Linked DNA regions of Bos taurus: region 1 is linked to region 2. The links are chromatin contacts, called in public Hi-C maps. All regions are on one chromosome and are shown on one strand. The core of a region is the stretch at or near the end of the contact, and the rest is flanking DNA. Distances in the headings are between cores, read along the strand shown.

The links. A called contact is a pair of places that touch in the nucleus more often than the background predicts.
Region 1: a contact with region 2 is called in a Hi-C map of an unstated tissue, with 5 times the contacts expected there. The contact joins two enhancer-like sites. A contact is called at or near these places in 3 of 11 Hi-C or Micro-C datasets (blastocyst, liver and an unstated tissue).

What each region holds. Positions count from the first base shown.
Region 1 is chr25:39,311,600-39,318,026 of ARS-UCD2.0, forward strand. The region is part of intron 4 of LOC132343885 (a long non-coding RNA gene); the gene reads right to left. Among named protein-coding and RNA genes, the nearest start is that of MIR2890, 19 kb to the left of the region's middle. Within about 2 kb of position 5,157, at least 21 of the 102 cell types and tissues checked have an H3K27ac peak or open chromatin away from gene starts, as enhancers often do.
Region 2 is chr25:39,209,205-39,216,087 of ARS-UCD2.0, forward strand. It overlaps FOXK1 (forkhead box K1), which reads right to left. Exons shown (of 9, transcript XM_059881628.1): 9 at 1,734-6,883. Among named protein-coding and RNA genes, the nearest start is that of AP5Z1, 4.9 kb to the left of the region's middle. Within about 2 kb of position 4,662, at least 6 of the 102 cell types and tissues checked have an H3K27ac peak or open chromatin away from gene starts, as enhancers often do.

The DNA.
Region 1 (6,427 bases), core at 3,907-6,406, 100 kb after region 2:
CAGATCCCCTGGAGGAGGAAATGGCAACCCACTCCAGTATTCTTTCCTGGAGAATCCCATGGACAGAGGAGCCTGGAGGGCTACAGTCCATAAGTCCATGGCGCTGCAAAGAATTGGGCACTTCTGAGCACGCACGCAACCTTAGAAGACGGTTCTCACCAGAATTCAGCTACGCTGGCACCCCAATCTGGGACCTCCAGCCTCTGCTGCTGCTGCTAAGTCGCTTCAGTCGTGTCCGACTCTGTGCGACCCCATAGACGGCAGCCCACCAGGCTCCGCCATCCCTGGGATTCTCCAGGCAAGAACACTGGAGTGGGTTGCCATTTCCTTCTCCAACCTCTAGAACCTGGAAAAATAAATTCGTGATGTTTACAAGGCACCCCGTCCACGGTGCTTTGTTAAAGCGGCATGAATGGAGTAAGACAGCTTTGCCTGCCTTTGAACTTGATCTGAATGGGCTCTGGCCACACACAGGCGCTAACTTTGCTCAGTGTGGTGGGTGTGAGGGCCACACCTGTTGCAGGAGGGGGCTTTGTTCACTCTCACTGCTGTATCGCACACGCCACGTGCTGCTTCCCCATCCACCGTTGGCAGACATTTGTTTCCAGCTTTCGCCTGTTACGAGCAGAGCCGCAGTGACGCGCTTGGACGTGTTTCTGGGGGGCCCACGCCCTTCCTCTGCTTGGGAATGAGGGAGCTGGCTGGGGCACAGGAGCCATGTGTGACTAGCTCCTGCGGATGCTCCCAAACGGATCTCCCAAGCAGCTTGGGAGAGAGTTTACTTTTGCGCAATCTGGTATCGCACTGAGACCTTTCTTGGTGTGTCTTGGATGGTCAGTGCCGTGAAGCACCGTTCCATATGCCTGTGTGCGCGTGATCCGTCGCTAAGTCCGACTCTGTGTGACTGTAGCCCGCCAGGCTCCTCTGTCCATGGGATTCTCCAGGCAAGAGTACTGGAGTGGGTGGCCATTTCCTTCTTCAGGGGAATCTTCCCAACCCAGGGACTGAACCCACGTCTCCTGTTTCTCCTGCACTGGCAGGCGGGTTGTTGCCTGCTGAGCCCCCGGGAAGCCCCCCGTATGCCTGCTGCCCGGTGAATATTTGCGCGACGCTCGCTGTAAGGCTGAGAGGCTGGTGTCCTCGGGTCCGTGACCCAGACGGGGACGTCTGAACGGGAGGCCAGCGCCTGTCTGGGGGAGAGTGGCCAGGAAGCGCCAGATCCCGGGTCTGTTCAGATGACACACGGAGCTCTCGGCCCCCGGCCTGTAGAGGAGCCTTGGTTCTGGGTGAGGACACCTTTCTCTTCCCCCTCAGACTGGAGGAAGAGCGCCCGGACTCAGATGGGCGGCTGACAGAATCACGATGGGCGACGCAGGGGTTAAGAGGGCGCTTCGAGGCTGGCTTGGCCTGCGGTGGCGCGCCCGCTGATGTGAGCGGCCGCTGGTATTTTTGTGGGAAAGCGCAGCTGAGTTCCACGCCAGGGACTCGTCTCTGCTCCCAATGAAAACAGTACAACTTGAGCAAGGGCAGATCCTGGAAGTGATGACAAACTTGTTGCAAGAGACTCACTCTGTTTGCAGAAACCAGACCCACAGGCGAGTGTAGGGGAGGCAGGAGGTCTGTGTGCTGGGGCTCAGGTTTCCACTTCTCCCAGCAGTTGGAATCCATTCTCCCCTCCGTTTTAGTTCTGGGTCCCCAGAAACAAATTCTGAGATCAGAGTGTGTGTGCAGGGTGTTCCCGTGGGTCATCGTCCAGGGCAAGTCTGTAAGGGAGACCCAGAAGCCAACGCGGGGCAGGACTTCTGGGCTGCATTTGGCAATTTGGTTTTTAAAATGGCAACCCACTCCAGCACTCTTGCCTAGAAAACCCCATGGACGGAGGAGCCTGGTAGGCTATAGTCCATGAAGTCGCAAAGAGTCAGACACGACTGAGTGACTTCACTCACTTTTGGTTTTTAAAAAACAGTTACTATAAAGATATTGGCATATTCTTTTCTCTTTTTTTGACCAGATGGCATGTGAGATCTTAGTTTCCTGATCAGGGAGTGAACCTGCGTCCCTTGGATTGGAAGTACAGTGTCTTAACCACTGAACCATTGGGGAAGTCCCAGCATTGGCACTTTGAAAGCATCACTGGCCTCTTGTTTTCCAGAGGAAACCCAAACGCTGCAAGCAACCAATATCAGTTCAGATCGGTTCAGTCACTCAGTCGAGTCCGATTTTTTGCGACCCCATGGACTGCAGCACACTAGGCTTCCCTGTCCATCACCAACTCCCAGAGCTTACTCAAACTCATGTCCATCAAGTGGGTGATGCCATCCAAGCATCTTATCTTCTGTTGTCCCCTTCTCCTCCTGCCCTCAATCTTTTCCAGCATCAAGGTCTTTTCCAATGAGTTGACTCTTCGTATCAAGTGGCCAAAATATTGGAGCTTAAACTTCAGTATCAGTCATTCCAATGAATATTCAGGGTTGATTTCCTTTAGGTTGGACTGGTTGGATCTCCTTGCAGTCCAAGGGACTCTCAAGAGTCTTCTCCGACACCACAGTTCAAAAGCATCAATTCTTTGGTGCTCAGCTCTCTTTATGGTCCAAATCTCACATCCCTACATGACTACTGGAAAAACCACAGCTTTGACTAGACGGACCTTTGTTGGCAAGTAATGTCTCTGCTTTTTAATATGCTATCTACGTTGGTCATAACTTTTCTTCCAAGGAGCAAGCGTCTTTTAATTTCATGGCTGCAGTCACCACCTGCAGTGATTTTGGAGCCCAGAAAATAAAGTCTGTCACTTTTTCCATTGTTTTCTCATCTAATTGCCATGATCTTAGTTTTCTGAATGTTGAGTTTTAAGCCAACTTTTTCACTCTCCTCTTTCATTTTCATCAAGAGGCTCTAAATTTAGTTCTTCGCTTTCTATACCCTTGAACAATTCATCACCGCCTTGGGGCCTGATGAAGGTGATTTGTGATTCCAGCGGGACGGGCAGCCTCGCATCCCCCCTCTGAACTGGAGATGCCCGGGGAAAGCGGGGAGGTCAGCGTCTGGACCCCAGGTCCCTGAGCTCCCCCACATTCCCATGGTTCTTCCCAGCAAGGGATGCTTGGCTCTGGAACGCCTGCCCTGGGGCCATTCAGCCTGTGCGTGCAGACGGCAGGGGGTCTTCATCCTCCAGGTGAGCCCTCAGCCAAGCGCTGATGGGTGTGGGGCTCTGAAAGCCCAGCTCCCTTGCCTGTCGGGACAAACCTCGAGGTGTAACCTGCATTCCAGGGGCCTGGGACTCCACCTCAAAGTCCTGCCCTCGCTTGGCGGCTCTGTCTCCCTCGTGGATCTCCCGGGAGCCACATAAATGACCAGCACACAAACCCTCATCTCAGGGAAGCAAGGATTCCTGGTTCCCAAACCCTGTCCTATGCACCAACCCGTCGTTGACACGACCCGTCCAAGGATGCTGGCTTCCCCCAGTAATAGTGCGACGCCCATGACCCGGGCAGCCCTGGAGTGAACGTCGCACCTGGAGGCGCTGATGCCGGAACTCGGAGCTTTCCTCTGCCTCTCCTCCTCCAAAGCCCTTCCCTGCCCAATGCACACCTGGGGGTCTCTGCTGTGACACTCGTGTGTTGGTCTCGTGTGTACAGAAAGCGTACAGTGCACGAGTCGATTTCCCAGAGACCCCATCCACATCAGCTCTCTAATGCAGGAAGCGAAGAGGAGCTAAAAAGCCTCCTGATGAGGGTGAAAGAGGGGAGTGAAAAAGCTGGCTTAAAATTCAACATTCATAAAAATGAAGTTCATGGCATCCAGTCCCATCACTTCATGGCAAATAAAGGGGAAACAAAGGAAACACTGACAGACTTTATTTTCTTGGGCTGCAAAATCACTGCAGATGGTGACTGAAGGCATGAAATTAAAAAAAAAAAAGATGCTTGCTCCTTGGAAAAAAAGCTATGGCAAACCTAGACAGTTTACTTAAAAAACAGACATCACTTTGCCGACAAAGGTCTGTATAGTCAAAGCTGTGGTTTTTCCAGTATTCGTGTATGGATGTGAGAGTTGGACCATAAAGAAGGCTGAGCGTTGAAGAATTGATGCTTTTGAACTGTGGTGCTGGAGAAGACTCTTGAGAGTCCTTTGGACTGCAAGGAGATCCATCCAGTCCATCCTAAAGGAAATCAGTTCTGAATATTCAATAGAGGGACTGGTGATGAAGTTGAAGCTCCAATACTTTGGCCACCTGATGCAAAGAGCCAACTCATTGGAAAAGACCCTGATGCTGAGAAAGATTGAAGGCAGAAGGAGAAGGGGATGACAGAGGACAGAGGATGAGATGGTTGGATGATATCACCGACTCAGTGGACGTGAGTTTGACAAAGTCTGGGAGATAGTGAAGGGCAGGGAAGCCTGGTATGCTGCAGTCCATGGGGTTGCAAAGAGTCAGACACGACTTAGCAGTCAAACAACCACCACCACATCATCACCTGCAGGTCAAGCTCCAGAACCTCACCAGCACCCCAGGACAGTCCCCGAGTGCCCCTTAGGTCACCACCAGGCACCTAAGCCATCCTGGCTCCTGACACCACAGCTGATCTCTGCCTGCTGTTCGCCTTTGGTATGAATGAAATCCCCCAGGACACTCTTCTGTGGCTGCCTTCATGTACCTAACGTTACTTTGAGCAGATTTTTCTGTATCCTGGTTCGTTTGCATTGCTGTCTGGTATCCACCCTGCAGATACACACTTTATTCATTTTTTCCATTTCTAATAGGCATTGGACCTCTTTCTGGTCTTGGCTCTCGGAAAGGGCATGCCCATGAATGTTCTAAACGTTTCCAGGCACACGTATGTTCGTGTGTGGTTGGGCACACGCCTAGTGGAATTGCTGGGTCATGGGTATTTGTATGTCCAGTTTGGGTAGGTGCTGCTAAAAACTTTCCAATGTGGGGGTGTATCAATTCACACTCCTCCTGTCCTTCACCGTCACCCCCCACTGCCCCCGCCAGGGTAGTGCAATTTCTGTTTTTTCCACAACCTCACTAATGCTTGGTATTTGGAACTTCCACTTTGCAACCCAACCAGAATGGATGGGGTCTTCCATTGCAGTTTCCTCCCCGCTCAGGGCCGCTGCTGGTCCTTACACCTGCTCTGGGTGAATCTGAAGGAGGACACACCCCAGCCGGAAGACACGTCACATCCATCTGTTGAGACCGTGTGATGGGCTGACTTTGTCAGACTGTGAAATCGTACTGCCCTCTGCTGGACAACCGCTGAAATTTGCAGAACAAGTCTTAGCTGCCCTGGGACAGAAGAGGCCGCCTCTCAGGTGGGTGCCCTTGGGCAGTTCACGCTCAGGACAATCGTCCTGGTGACCCTGGCCACTCTCCACTTCCGTTCACACACACTGGAGGCGGTGGTGAGGACTGGCTGGAGGAGGCTCCATGAAGTCTCTCAAGGTGATGGCTCAGGAGCTGAATCTGGTCTGCAGTTATATTTTCTCTGACTTACAGTGTCCAAAAAAAAAAAAAAAACCAAACTGAGCCAATATTTTAAAATTTGGGAGAATTTATGCAAAAATATGAAAAATCAGAGCAACTAGAAAAATTGGGCCATCACCCTCAAATTACGACAAAGAGGCTACACAGGTCTCCGGCCTTAGCCTTGGTTTCCACCGTGCCCTGCTGTTCCCAGCGCCAAGCCTCTGTCAGTGGCAGCAACAAGACCAAAACAGCGAACCAGCGGTGTCAGGCCCCACCGCCTCCAAGCGTTGTCCCTTATTTATGGCAACTGCCTGGCTGCTCGGGGGATGTAAGTTTGTGATCACTCATTTTGACATTGATAAGGAAATAAAAAAAACCATCCCAAGGGACATCCCTGGTGGTCCAGTGGTTAAGACTGTGCCTCCAATGCAGGGAGGTGGGGGGCACAGGTTCCATCTCTGGTTGGGAAACTAAGATCCTGCATGTTCTGTGGTGAGGTCAAAAAATTAAAAAACAAAAACTATCCCAAGCTGATCATTATAACGTGAGATAAAATGACCCCCATCTTCTGTTTGCTGGAGTGAAAAAAAGTCCCGCCTGACAAGGTTTCAGTGGAACTGGGGGGTCATAAGACCGGAGTTTATTGGCAGCTCTGCCCGAAGAGGCTGACGCTTTATGACCTGGTGGCCAAGAAATGAAGCATCAGGAGGCGGGGGCAGAATAAGCAGGTGAGGGGTGAGCAGACAGCACCTAGAACTTTCTCAGCAAAGCTCTGGCGTCCCAGGAATCGGGGCTGGGGGCAGCAGCCTAGCAAGTTAGGGGGCCGAGACTGAAAATTCCACATCTTTATGTTACACAGTTGAACCAACTAGTTTATCTATTCACATATTATCAGTATATAGCTGCTCCTGCTGCTGAGTCACTTCAGTCGTGTCTGACTCTGTGCGACCCCAT
Region 2 (6,883 bases), core at 3,412-5,911:
GGGCAAGGTTGGGTGTCTTTGCATAGGGCAGGTCAGCGAGGCCTAGGAAGGGTGAGCGGTGAGGAAGACCCTGGATGGGGGAAAGGGGGATGGCTCAGCGCTCATCAGGAAGGGAACAGGGGAAGGGAGCCTGGTCACAGGCCGTCTCGCTGAAGGCTTGCCACGCACTGCACAGCAGCCATCTCACACCTCACACGAGGAGGGCTGTTACTGAAGGAGGTGGCTGACGCTAAAGAACCGGCTCAGGGCCCGGGGTCATACCTGCAGAAGAGGAGGGATACGAACCGGTGGCCGGAGTCCCGGTGAGCTTGGAGCCGCTCTGCCCACTGCCTGCCGAGGAGTGGCCGGCGAAGCGGGAGGACAGCCAGGGACACATGGGGTCCCAGAGGCCACGGGACGCAGAGTCGAGTTCCAAGTGCCGCGGGGAGGCTGAGCAAGGTCAGCCTGACTCGGGGCACCTGGTGTCCATCTGCGGCTGGTCTGGAGATGGAGGGCAAGTCATTTCATCAGAAGATTCGACAGAAAGAACTGCAGTGTGGTGTGGGAGACAAGGGAAGAGGGTGGAAGGGTTACAGTCCGGGACTTGGCCGAGGGATCCGGCACGGCTGACGTTGACCGGGGAGGAGGCCCGTAGGCTGGGACCACCAGATGCCATCAGCTGCTGTTGTCAGGACGCCTGCTGGAGCCGCCACCCCCCCGCCCACACACACCCTGCATCAGGCTGCCGGAAGTCGGGAGCTGGCACAGCAGGGATGGGCTGGCAGAGGCCCAGCCCTGGAACCACGAGACAAGCTGGGTCTGCAGCTAGCTGACAGTAGCCTAACAAGGACACGTGGTTCTGGTGGGAGTCTGCTGGCCCAAGGGTGACTGTCCTGGGGCGGATGTGCACTCACTTCTCATTGGTCCACACCCAGGGTCACAGGGGAGCTTATTTTTCACTGGGAACTGTGTCCTCTCTCCCCACACACATCTGACTGAATTACCAAGGGTGATATTTGACGGTTTCTTATGAAAACATTGTGTAAAATGCTATTTTAAGATCTTCACCAAAAACAAACCTTTAAGACCTCAACAGTTTAAAAAGATGCTAATTAGCCAACGTAGCTCCCGAAACTTAACCACTTTCGCTCCCGCTTGCTGTATGGCTGGACTCCCAGCCTCTGCTTAACCCGTTACCGCCGCATTAGGGCTTCACCGATCCGCCCTCTGGACTGGTGGCGGAGTTCCAGAAGGAGGAAGAGAGGTGCTGGAAGCTCCTTTAGCACCGCAGGCCACTGAGAGATCTGAAGAAGGCACGTAAGTCACAAACAAACACGGGAACCTTGACGAGGACGGATCAGCGACGACCTTTCATCAGACCCCGGTCAGAGGTGGCCCGCAGTGCCGACGCCTGAGCGCCCCCTTCTGGTGATCTGTCAATCCGGCAGCACCTGCTTGTTGGAAAAGACCCTGATGCTGGGAAAGATGGAAGGAACAAGGGGAAGGGGGCAACAGAGGGTAAGATGGTTGGATGGCATGAGTGTGAGCAAGTTCCGGGAGCTGGTGATGGACAGGGAAGCCTGGTGTGCTGCAGCCCGTGGGGTAGCAAAGAGTCGGACCCGACGGAGCGACTGAACAGTGAAAAAGCAAGTGGCGATTGCCTGCAGCTGAGAGGGGAGCCGAGTGTCCAGGGCACCTGCCTATCTGTCGTCTGTCCCTCAGCAGTCGCTCACAAGACCACGCGGAGCCCCATGTCGTTTCTTTAATATATAATTTTATTTCTGGTTATAGAAACAAATGCTAAGAGGAAAGACAAAACTTCCCCGTCCACATACAACAATTTAATAGATAAAAGAACAGTTAAATGAAAAAAAAAAGGTAGAAATTTTAAACTTTGTTATAGCTTTAAAACATTAACGTCTGGTACAATTAGAAATCACATTCAGATCTCAAACTTTTTTTTTTAAAAAGTATGGCTCCTTATTAAAAAAAAAAATACTGTATCCCATTTGAAATGAAAACGCAGGCTGGCCTAGCTAAGGTGGGTCCCCCCTACTTGCACCCCTCCCCCCGCCCTGCCCAGGTGCTGGGGTGTATGTGTCCCTCCTGGGTGCCCCAGAGGCCAGAGCCCACACATGGATGGTGAACCACGGTAATGCGCCGTGACTTCAGCCTCGCACCAAACACGCCGCGCAGCCCAATTCCCACTCTACAGGATACCGCCACTTTTTTAAAGCACTGATGATTAAACATATTGTCTAAAAAACTTTAGACGGCCACCATGAAAAAAAAAAAAAATGCACACAGACACGCCCCCTAGCAACATCCGCCCCGCTGAAAGATCTTTACAGGCTAATTGTCAGTCAGGTAAGAAACACAATCCGTGCTGGGTTTATCCCTTGCCCATGTGCACCAAGCTGCCCGGGATCTGGGTCTGAATATAAGCAAGAATTAAGGACACACTTTGGTCTCTCCTCCTCGTCCCTGTCCTAAAGCAGAAACGGAGCAGGGTCAGTCCCCCTTGACCAGGTACCCAGAAAGCCCATCCTGGAAGGAAGCTGGGAGAGGCCAGACTTAAGAATATTTGATTTTAAACCCTATTTTTACTTATTAAAAAAATTTTTTTTTGATAACTTAACTCAGAAATTTAGAGGCTAAGGTCTTAAGAAGCCATAGGCGAGGAGGGAGGAGGGTTCAGATGGGGAACACATGTATACCTGTGGCGGATTCATTATGATATTTGGCAAAACTAATACAATTATGTAAAGTTTAAAAATAAAATAAAATTAAAAAAAAAAACCTGCAAAAAAAAAAAAAAGCATAGGCGTAGTTCCATAGCCTTTTGGCCAGTTAATTTCATGCACAAGAAATCCATTTCAGGTTCATGGGCCTCATTCCAGCTCAGCCAATATGCTCAGAATTTGGGGACAGCTCATAGCATTCCTTGGGGGTCATGGCAACAGCTTGAGAGGGGCCAGTCTTATCATTGCAGCTAAGAAAGTAAGTAAATGAGTGAAAGTCGCTCAGTTGTGTCCGACCTTGTTACCCCATGAACTTATACAGTCCACGGAATTCTCCAGGCCAGAACACTGGAGTGGGTAGCCTTTCCCTTCTCCGGGGGATCTTCCCAACCCAGGGATCAAACCCAGGTCTCCTGCATTGCAGGCGGATTCTTTACCAGCTGAGCCACCAGCAACTAAGAAAAACCTTCACATGAGCAGCATGGAATCTTTAGTGAGTGGGACCAACACGGTGGTAGCCCAGGGGGGTCACAGCGTTGAACAGCCACATCCCTCTCCGGTCTGGACTCCTCTGCACTTCTTACTGTTTTTCATGCGGAGTGAACCACCAGTAAATATTTGGATGAGTCCAATGAGCCACTCATTGCAGAAAAAGGATCTCAAACAAAGAATAATGAACTAGAATTCTTCCAATTCTATTTTGACTCTTAACAGATCTGGGGCAAGAGAGTGAGAATAGCTTGGAGACCTTTTGTCTCCCTTGGAAGCAAAAGGGTGATGGAGGGTGTAACCTGAAGACCCCCTGGCTCATCAGAGCTGGGGGCGGGGGTGAGGGGTCCCACGTAGCCAGTGTTCAGCCCATCAACTAGAGAAAGAAGCCTGTCTGCTGCAGCTTCCCGCCTCCCCCTCCCCAATTGGTCTTCTCAGGAACCTGTACCAGTTGCTTCCAGCATGACACGCAGGTCCAAGGAATGAAGGAAATCCTCTGAGTAAGATTCTTCCCTGGAGGAAAAGAAAGATGCCTAGAAAGAGTCTGCAGCCCTCAGTCTTTTCTAGAACACTGAGAGAGAGGAAGAGACGCTGAACACCCTGAGGCTTGCCTACTTGAAGAAATCACCTCGGGGCCCCGTGAAGACACAGCATAAACGTCCCTCCTGGTCAGCGCTGAGCCCGCAGGAGGCCTCCTGTCACCGGGCGGTGGGCAGGGTCACTGGGCGGGGCCAGGCCTGCAGCTGGGGGTGGAGGCAGGGCAAGTTTTGCAGACAATCAGACCTCTCATGGTGGCTGCTGGGACATTAACTCAGACGTGATGGGGACAGAGGGGGGTCTTGTCAAACCCAGAGACATGAACCCTTCCAACCTCTATCCTCTGCTGAGTCCCGTGTCCCCGGGGATGAGGGCAGAAGTGGATGACTCCGTGGGCTGGGGCAGAGCTGAGCCACGGCCCGAGCCCAGAGGACAGGCCTTCCACAGGGACGCCCAGACAACCCGGTGGTGCTGGGGGGGCACCGAAGACTCGGCAAGTGACCGTTCTTCTCAGCAGAAGAGCAAAACTACTTTCCCTAAACACACTCAGCCAACGAGCCCACTTTCTGTTTCCACTCAGAGCAGACGCTCGCAGTGTGTCAAACACAGTGCGCTGCAAGGCAGCTGTGACTCCGGGTGGGCCCCTTACGGTCGGATGAGGCCACCCCAGAGGCTGCGTGGTGACTGATGGCCCAGACCGGCCCTTAGACCCAGCGGGGAGCAGCTTCTGGGGGTAAGAGAAGAGGCAAGAGGCCGGGCCCGGCGGGAAGGGCGGGTCCGCGCGATGGAGACAAGCCTGGAGGAAGGGACGAGTGAGATGAGAGGAGTTCATGAAACGCATGAGAGCAGCCTGAGGGCTGAGGACAGAAGCCGCTGCTGCTCCCCTCGCCAAAGAGCCTCCCTCCTTCTGCGGCCCGTCCCCGCCTCGTAGCAGCACGTGTGAATAACATAAAGGAGGCGCGGTAAGTCACTTCACTTCTGGGCAGAGGCAACCCGGAGGGCGGCCTCGAGCGGCTGGCCGCGAGGGCGGGGCTCCCACTGGCACCGCCCCCCCCCCCCCCCACCGCCGCGGGGCCTGCCTAGCAGCTCCGTCCATTCCTTCTTGCACCAAAGCCTGCGGTGCAGCTGTGAGCTTGGCGGCGCCCGAGGCCGGTTCCCCGGGGCTCGGCAGCACCCCATCCCAGACGAAGCCGTCTTGGGGCAAAGCAGAACCTGGGGCTTGGGAAGAAGACAGCTCCTTCTCCGGCCTCAACCGCCCCTCAGTCTAAACCCTAGAGGAGCCGCGCGAAGGACCCTCTTCTCTAACACACGCTCACGTTCGGTCTTTTCTTTGCCTCCAAAAAGGAAGAAACTGACCAAAGGAAAAAAGCCAAAAGTTTCTGTCTCCTCCTGAATTTCAAGGGGCCAGCGAAGGAGTTTCTGTCTAGAGACCTTGGGACGCGCCCCGGGAGCCGGGCGGCTCACTCTGACTGGTCCAGGCAGACCTTTCTTTAGGGGAAGTCAGCGCGCCAGCCGAACAAGGCCTGCTGCGACCTAAACCAGTCTCCCTCCAGGCCCAGCAGGGTCCAGATAAGCAGCCAGCAGCCTGGTGGCCCCACCAAGCCCACCCCCTCCCGCCTGAGAATCACCAATGCGTGTTGATTAGCAGCTCAGAAGTCCATTTTTCACCTTCTCCATTTGGCTTAATTCTGAAGCAGAAAAAACAACCTCCCACAAACAGCAACCGTGAAAGTGAGCCAACCTGGCGGCAGAAAGAGCCTGAGGGTCCCCTGCAGCAGAGGGAGTAGGAGGTGACGATGTCCAGCCCGGGGGCCCCCCTAGTGCTACTCCGACCTCACAGTGGATCCCAGGGGGGTGGGGGGAAGGACAGATGGTCCGAACCCCGACCACAGGCTCTGCTCGACAGCGCCAGGCGTCCCGGAGCTTCACATAGAGATGCAGGTGGCGGGCAAGGACACTCAGCATCCACCACGGGCCTGCGAGAGGGTGACCCTGGCCGGAGGGGAGGACACTCAGCGGGGTAGGGCAGGGATTTCCGTGACGCCCGCCATGCAGAGCGGCGCCCTCCTGTATCTGGCACTGGTAAAGGGCGAGTACAGCTGGACGGGCAGGCCTGGTATCGATGGAGAGTGAGCAGCCACGACGACGGGCCCGAGCGCACCTGCCCGGCCGGCCCTCTGCGGAGTCCAGCCCCTGGGTGACCCGAGGCGGCCGTGGCCCCCGCGTCAGGCCAGGTTGCCTTTTTATTTCCCAGCCTCGGGTGGGTTGGTCCATGTGCCACAACCCAGGCATGTGGAAGACCACGCTGCCGGCTCTCCTGGCTGCTCTGGCTCCTGCAGACGGGTGTGGTGGGGGCGTGTGTGGCCCCACGGCTTGGGGAGCTCTGAGGACACCAGAGATCTTTCCGGCTACAGCAGCATCTTCCCTGGGGAGCTGCCCACTCCTGGCCTCTTGGTCTCAGGACAAGTGCTGGCGGGTACCACGGGCTCTCTGGGGAGATGACCAAAAGCCCACCCAGAGGCTCACCAGGAACCTGGAGTGGCTGGTCCCCTGAACCTGGCCCCACGGGGTCCCTTCTGCCCAGAAGGAGCTAAAAAGGCATGCGCTCGGCACGTGGCAGAGCGTCACTGAGGACACCCCGTCCCATCTCCCTCCCAGTTCCAGCCACAGACCCCCCTCTGCTCCTTTCTCCCTGAACTACTGCCAGGATAGAACCGTGAGGGAGTCCACGGTAACACACAAAACCAAAATGCCTTGGAAGTCAGGAGAACACAGGGTCGGGCCAGACTGGTCGGGCCAGGCAGAGGGGACGGGGCTGGGCGTGTCCTCTGGCCAGCCGGCCTGGCGTCTGTCTCTGGGGGAGGCGAGCTGTGGCGCAGAGGATGGTCTGTGAGCAAGAAGGCATCTGAGCAAGACCCGCGCAGCCCCAGGGCTGAGCAGCAACATAAGAAAGAGACGATGGCCCCCAGCCCTACCCAGGACCTGCGGAGCCAGCCCGGCAGTGCCTGGATGCCCGTCTCGACCCACTCAGTCTCACGCTCTGCACTCACACCAGACGGGAAGCCATAGAGAACGCCAGGGCGGCGTGGGTGCGGAGCCGGGCACCCGTCCTCCCGTCTCTGACCTCACGGGGGCAC